Linked DNA regions of Xenopus laevis: region 2 is linked to region 1. Evidence: chromatin contacts called from public Hi-C data. All regions are on one chromosome and are shown on one strand. The core of a region is the stretch at or near the end of the contact, and the rest is flanking DNA. Distances in the headings are between cores, read along the strand shown. Region 1 has its middle 19 kb from the start of fgf23.1.L. Region 2 holds the start of c12orf4.L (chromosome 12 open reading frame 4 L homeolog).

The links. Hi-C and Micro-C count contacts between places; a contact is called where the count stands out from the background.
Region 2: a Hi-C map of the XL177 cell line shows a contact between it and region 1, with 2.6 times the contacts expected there. The contact joins the promoter of c12orf4.L here to the enhancer-like site in region 1. A contact is called at or near these places in 2 of 4 Hi-C or Micro-C datasets (the XL177 cell line and the XTC cell line).

The regions. Positions count from the first base shown.
Region 1 is chr3L:23,471,197-23,475,258 of Xenopus_laevis_v10.1, forward strand. No RefSeq gene overlaps it. Among protein-coding and RNA genes, the nearest start is that of fgf23.1.L, 19 kb to the right of the region's middle. Within about 2 kb of position 2,280, at least 1 of the 7 cell types and tissues checked has an H3K27ac peak or open chromatin away from gene starts, as enhancers often do.
Region 2 is chr3L:23,642,128-23,646,048 of Xenopus_laevis_v10.1, forward strand. c12orf4.L (chromosome 12 open reading frame 4 L homeolog) reads right to left here and starts at 1,384. Exons shown (of 14, transcript NM_001085975.1): 1 at 1,325-1,384.

The DNA.
Region 1 (4,062 bases), core at 1,030-3,529:
CAACAAATGAAAGCCTGAGCCCTTTTCTGGTTTGGGATTACTTATCAGCCAGTTGCTTTTTTTCAGAGCCGCGATACAGAATCTATTTCATCACCATTAGCTGCATTGTTCCAATGCTCCGCTGGGTTTCCAGGCAAAAATATGCTTTGTGAATCAAGAGGCTGAGCCAAGCCTTAATTTAGCAAAAATAGGAAAATGATCCAAACTGTCGAGGAAAATCAAGTATCTGGGAATATTTCAGCTGGCAGACAAGAGATGAAAATTCAGGAACTGAAAACAAGAAGCATTTATAACAGAAGGATGACCTCTTGAGTCTGAAAAACACATTTATACCAGATTTCTCCCTTGCTGGCTGGAAAATGCAACGTTAAAACATTCAGTAGGTGCTGGGGAATGACCTGAAACAACAATTAATCAGATAAAAATCGTTTGAATTCTTCTGCAGAGCCAAACAGACGTCACTGGGTCAATGGAAAAGCATGAGAGCTGAAGAACGTTGGTGGGACATAGTGCAAAGCCTAGTGCTTGGGGCTTCTGATATAAAGGCCAAATCTGGTGCATCAGTCCGTTCAATCACTTATAATGAACACCTACAGGCTGTCTCATTGCCATTTTACCACCTGTTAAAAAGGAGCCCGATTAAAATACCGACATTCCCAGTTGCTTAGCACCTTGTCATAGGATTGCCAAATATTTGAGAAACGCTTTTAAGACGCTTTAAGTTTTTTCCTATGAAATTCTTGAGTTCAAATAAAATCAGGTTCTTTAAGGACAGAGAGTCAGGACACAAAACATTTTAGCTGCACCCAGTGACCTGTATTGAAAGGACCCATTTGAATACACAAATGCCTTTTGTAAAGATTGACTGCTGGATTGTGTGTGGCTTCTTGAACATGGAGTTTTGTACTCCTTTAATAGACCACCCAATCTTCTCTGTTATTTTCCCTTTGCAAATGTTTAGCCCAAGTATTTAGAGATCAACGTGTAACTATATTATTTATGCAGCACTTCCCTAGGTTCTATAAAGGGAATGTCACACGTTGTTATTTTGGCATTTTGAGGCCCTTGAGATTAATAGCTCCATGGGCAACAAAATACTTACAATCACACATGAATTTCTACAACCTTTGGTTAGGCACTTGCCGTTCAGAGGCATATCAGTCTGTGTTTTTGACAATAACCTGACCTTCCAATGTCACTGATGACATTCCTCATAAGCAGGGGCGATCCTGGCCCCTCCGTCGCCCGAAGCAGCAGCAGTTGCTGCCGCCCCCCCCCTCCCCTGTGCGCTTACCTTTTTGCACCTGAGGGGGTCTGGAAATTCGACAGTCTCAAGTCACCTCATTGGTAAAGCACCCCTGTTCCTAAGCTAGTCCACCTAAAATCTAATAAAAAATGTATTACTTTTATTTTATTATTATTATTATTATTATTAAATAATTATGATTTATTATATTATTTAATGTTTAGATGATCTTTAGTAGACTTATGGTATCAAGATCCAAATTACAGAAAGATCCGTTATCTGGAAAACCCCAGGTCCAGAGCATTCTGGATAACAGATCCCATGCCTGTACTTGGAAATAACAACATTGTTCCCCTTTAAATTTGTTAATGTTTTTAATGTGTCACTAGAGGGTGTTGTAGTGTTTAGCTCGACCATGTTATATAGCAGCTAAGGGAACTTGGTTGTTTTATGCCTATGATTAAGGGCAGTACAGACTGAAAAGCGTAAGGCTTTGGTGTAGTGGTGGTCTGTTTTAAATGGACTAAATAAACTTATATTTATACGGAGCATGGTGTTGCTGTTTTTAACTTTTTTCTATATTTGTGGATGGGGAGGATTTAAAAACCCAGAAAGTGTGCACCTGTACTCCAGAAGCACAGGAGTGTCTATGGAGCTGTGAGCGGCTGCTTTGTTTGATATGGTAGCTATTATTGATTTAATACGATAAAAAAGTCAACGCTCCGAAGATTCTCATGAAAACAATAGGGTTGCCAGGGATATTTACAGAGGCCATAGGAAGTACATTAAGTCATGTGAAATGCATATCTTGGCCTACTGTCCCAAGGAAAGTGTTGATGTGTTTTGCAAGACTGATAACAGCCTCACTCAATAGGAATGCAAAACAAAAATAAATAAATAAGCTGTGAAAGTAAGATTGTGTTTGTTGAAATCATATAGACAAAAGGCCAGCGACAGCCATGAGCTTGGCACATCACAGCACATATGAATTGTGACAGCAGGATACTATTCATAGGACAGTTAGGATGCATAGAGGAATACTGTGTTTGAAAGGTGGACAAAAGCCCCTGCATAGAATGGCTATATACTGCTGAACTTACAGCAGCTCTTTGCAAATAATTAGTGATCTGTAGTGATTTGGCAGGCTGTGGCGGATTTGGAAATTTGTGGCACACAGCTGCCACACCGCAAATAAATAATGTATGTGCCTCTTGCCTAACAAAGGTCTAAAGTGCACACAAACATTGGGCAGATCGAGGGACTATTGAATACTATATACGGAGTATTCCATGGGTACCGGACCTGATGCAATACTTTACTCATGAAACATCCCAACTCTGTAACACCCCTACCATACCCCTTGTTTCTCCCTTGCTGAGGCATAAACACAGGTAGCCCCACAAAAAATTAATTGTTGCCAGCCCTGTGAACAAAATGCTAAGTAAATTATTTGTGCAATACAACATGCCACCCACCACAGAATTCCAGCACAATTGCAGCTGCAGCAAACGGGTGCAAAATATTGCACTGGATTATGCAAATGACCAGGGACTGGTCCTATTGTCATCTTGTCAGGAAGGCTTTTTCCCCCCTCTGATGCAAATTGGAGAGGCTTCAGAAAGGTTTTTGGCTTCCTCTTGATCAACTAGTAGTTAAGCAGACTTAAAATGTTTAACTTGATGGACATGTGGCTTTTTTTCAACCATAACTTACTATATTACGATGTAAATACTAACGTTTGCACTGCTTAGTGAATGGTACTCATGGGGGGGGGACATGGGGTGCACTTACAATAAATGCTTCTTGAATGGCACAAGAGTCCTACATGTCTATGCAAGGCAGGCATTAGGGCTACTGCGCTCCCCTGTGCTTTAGTGCAGTGGCATAACTAGAAGTTACTGGACCCACAGTAAATTCATTTTAGGGCCTCCAGCATATCCAGAGGCTATCCATTTTACCAATAAATGTTAAAATTGTTCATTAATTAGGGCTTCATGGGGCCCCTCCTGTGCCCCCTGCAGCCACAGGGTCTGCTTCCTCTATAGTTACACCCCTGCCCCATAATGACAGTGCAGTTGCCTTATTTATGGTGTTTTCCTGAAACATATTAGTAGCTAGCGTTGCACCAAATACAGTAAATGGGCCCCCATGCCTTTACTGCTATTCCTCTCTTTGTCTATATACAAACAGCAATTTCAATAGGGTGAGATGTTTCTGCCCACCTCTGGCTGGGCGCACTTGCGATTTAAATCCTATTACATGCTTGAATGCTATCAACTTTTCCCGCCCTCTGGGTGCATGTTTAATGGGGCTGGTTAAAGGAAATTTCCATTAGCAGAAGAGCCAATAAACATTAACACGGGGTTATTAGAGAGTGCGGCTTATAAACCACAAAGTGACTTTTGATACCCAGCAATGCTTGGAGCCCTATAGGTTTCATTTCTTGGCAACCTGCTTGGGGTTCATTGTTTCCTTTGTTCAGACTGCAGAGTGCAACAATTTCATGGGAGGAGATAATGCGATCAATAAACAAGACGTGTTTCCCTTCTCAACTCATGCCAAGCCATTGTAAAACAGACAGACTTGAAACCAGGCATGATAATACTGCCGGCTTCCTGGTAATCATGCACAGGGTTTAAAGGCTACTCTTTGATCTTGTGCCCTTTAATAAATAAGGTGTCCTTCAGCATGGAAAAGAAAATACAGGCTGTTCACCTTTGAGTTACCTTTTAGTATTATGTAGAGAGTGATATTCTGAGACAATTTGCAATTGGGTTTCTTTGTATTATTATTTGTGTTTTTTGAGTTATTTAGGT
Region 2 (3,921 bases), core at 134-2,633, 170 kb after region 1:
CCCCAACCTGTGGTCCACTAGCAACATGCTCACCAAGCCCTTTGATGTTGCTCCAAGTGGCATTAAAGCAGGTGCTTATTTTTGACATGGAGAAATATTTTGGAGGCGTAAAAACCAAGTGTACTGCCAAATAGACCGATCTGTAATCTGCCAGTCCACAAAGAGGTTACCAAAAAAAAAACAAATGCAGTCCTTACAGGGCACCCCTCAGAATTATTTTCATGCTTGTGTTGCTCCCCAACTTTTTTTTTTTTTGTATTTAAACCCAGCTCACAGGTATAAAAAGGTTGGGGATCCATTATAGAAAGTGCAGCCACCCAGACACTAGAGGACAGGGAATCCTGACAGGGCCCGGGCTGTGTATGTATCAGGAAATGCTTGGGGGCCACGTCATAAAATATTTAGGGGTGGTTCACTTTTAAGCAAACTTTTAGTATGTAATAGAATGGCCAATTTTAAGCAACTTTTCCCACTGGTTTTTCATTATTATTTTTTTTTAGAATTATTTACCTTTTTCTTCAGAATCTTTCCAGCTTTCAGGTGGACGTCGCTGACCCCATCTAAAAAGCAAATGCTCTGTATGACTACACACTTATTACTGCTGCTTTTTTTTATTTTTTTATTTTTTTTTTATTACTCATCTTTCTAGTAAGGTCCTCTCCTATTCATATTTCAGTCTCTTATTTAAATCAATGCATGGTTGCTAGGGTAATTTGGACCCGAGCTACCAGATCGTTAACAATGCAAGAGCTGCTGAATAAAAAAGCTAAATAACTCAAAAACCTTAAATGGTAAAAAATGAAAACCACTTGCAAATTGTCTCAGAATATCACTCTCTACATCATACTAAAAGTTAACTCAAAAGTGACCAACCCCCCAGATTGTGTCATAAAATACAAGGACCATAGTGTATTCATCATCCTAATGTAAGGCATGTGTCTTTGTTCACTGGGTCGTGTTGTTTTGGAGACATGGCCAAAATGTTTGCCTCTGTGCTGGAAGCAGCAATGAAGTTGTTGATCACACCATCCTGCTGTCAGTCCAAGGTTGTCCCTGTGCAGTTCAGCAGCTGGAGCTCTTTATAAGTTGGACACTGCAAACAACAACAAGCTGTACAAAATAGTCCCGTATATGTGTTTGTATGAATATATATTCTCCTCCTCCAGAGCTGAGCTGTTAATGCAAATATATGAATAGGCTTAAAAACACTAGGTTCCATTGCTCTGCGCCTGAGCCCGGGTAACTTGCTGCTGGGCCGCACTTATACAACATTATCTATAGCGGGGTACAACTGCTCCAGCTCCTACTCCCATTTCCGTTTTACCTCGGTCCCAGTAGAGTGCGAATCACTCAGATACTCCCAGCGCAGCTCAGCAGTTCCCACGATCTATTGCGCCTTCCTGTCTCTCTCATAAGCGGCAGCCATATTGCCTCATCTCCCATAGTCCCAAGCGCGCCACGGATGCCTACACAGCTCAATCTTCTCAATCTTCTGCTCTTGCTAGTATAGAGCGCCCTCTTGTTGTCCACTAAAAGAAAGACTGTCATACGTTCGATAACTTTATACAAAACAGTTATAAAATAAATGTCTTCCAACCTCAATTTCCGGTGACAATAACTTGATTGGTTATGCTATTATTGTCAGTTCATTAAACTACAGAAAATCGTTATTAATTCTGTTTTACTAATAGCCTTTATTATTTTACACTATACAACTATTTTTACATTATTTAACTATTTTAATCTTTAACCAAACATTTTTAAAAGCTGCAGAAAAGATACTTTGAGCAGTGTCAGACTGGCCCACTGGGATACCAGGAAAACTCCCGGTGGGCCCAGGTGTCAGTGGGCCCTTTTGCTTGTAGCCATTTGGCCTATTTAATGGTCATTCCCTATTTCTTTATGGTAAAACATGGTATAATAGTTTGCAAAATGGGCCCACGGTCTAAAGTTTTCTGGTGAGCCCCTGGCATCCCAGTCCGACACTACTTCAGGCCCGGACTGGCAATCTGTGGGTTCTGGCAAATGCCAGAGGGTCTGCTATAAGGTGCCACAAAAAGTCAGTATTTAGTGGGCTGGTGGGGCTGTTTCGGCCTCTGTGTGAGCTTATTAGGCCTTTGTGTACCTGAAATGCCAGGGCCTATTTTAATTCTCAGTCCAGGCCTGCTGTACTTGTCCTCAGGGCCGCCATTGCCACCAATATTTTTAAATGGGGGGGCCCTGTCCACAAATGTTTTTTATGGGGGGTCCTGACCACCAATAGGGGGCCCAGGAAATTTTGTTGTATGGGGCCCTGCGATTGATGATGGCGGTCCTGCTTGTGCTATAAATTACTGAACGTACCAGGTCTAATTGGCTGAGCCACAATATTTCGAAGTTCACCACTGATAAACAGTATAGCTGCATATTTTGAAGTAAGAAAAATGTAAGGTTTAAGAAGCACACTAATGAATCATACATATAAAAAAAAAACAATCACACAGATAAGATTTACTAAACACCTACTACACTTTGGGTGTCCGTATATGGAATATAAATAACAGTTCTTATATAAAGGCACGGAACATGTATGTACGATATTATTTATTGTAGAGTGCTGCTGTGCTGACTATATGTGCTTAAGGAGTTGAACCAAAGAGATATTAAGCATACTGTATGTCTAGGGTTGCCACCTTTTCGGTTTTGACCCGAAACAGTTCAGCTTTTCTAAGACCTGTTCGGGTCTCAAGTTTCTGTTCGGTTTTCAGCCTTGTGAAAACTGAACGATAATTGGGCCAATAAAAGAATTTTCAAGTGAGGCAAATTTCTAAGTTAGCATTTCTGTATTTCAGAGCTCTCTGGATAACTGATTTCTATGTAATAGATCCAATACATGTAATTAAAGTATTGGGCTTACTAAGGCAGAATATAGATAAGAGATAGGGTTGCCATCAGTGTGGTTTTGAACTGGACATCTACAACATTGAAAACTGGATGGAAATGCAGCGAGTTGCGTCTAAAGCTGGCCATACACTATTAGATTTGGTGAGGTCACCAAACGAGTGGATCTCAACCCGATATGCCCACTAACGGCAGGGCGATATTGGATTACAATGCTGCGAATGGGCGCCGATGGGTCGCATTAATGTAAATCCTCTATTGCAATTATTTTTTTAAGCAAAATAAAAATAATCATTGAACAAATGAAGGCATAAGCATTGCATTGTTTATTCACATATCCAAACTTTGCGCTGGAAGTGTCACATCCCCACTCTGCAAATGTCAGCCACAACTTGCACCCAGTCTGTTCACAGACTGGATTCTCCCTGATACATTAGATAGCTTTAAGAAGGGGTTGGATGGCTTTTTAGCAAGTGAGGGAATACAGGGTTATGAAAGATAGCTCATAGCACCAGGGACTGTTACTATGATTACTATACAATTACTATTTTGTGGTCAGGGACTGGTTTATGAGTAGCAATTCCTTCAATATAGAGCTTTGTTGGCTTTCTGGTACAGTCAAACCTCTGATTGTTACACTTTTTTTTTTTAATTGTTTGGCCGCTCTACTATGAGTAACAGCTCTCAAGATCTTGGTGGTGTACTACAGTATACACAAAAAACTCATCCCTGTCTGGAACATTAATTCACAAGGGGCACCTGTAACCAAGGCAGAAAGGAAGATTATAGACCCCACTAGCAAATAATGCTATATACAAGGAGGCTGCCTTACATTTCTACACTGTGGGGTTCAGTTACATAGGGCGCACATTGATAATCATGTGACAAACATTTTTCTTCTAACATTTCCTTTTTGGTTTCTTTCCTATTGATCCTCCATCCAAGTTTTTCTGCTCCTTTTTTTTTATTCCACTCTCTCATTTAAGGTTCTCTAGTCATCGCCCTCTTTCTTTTCTTCGTACTGGTGTTATATTAGACTTG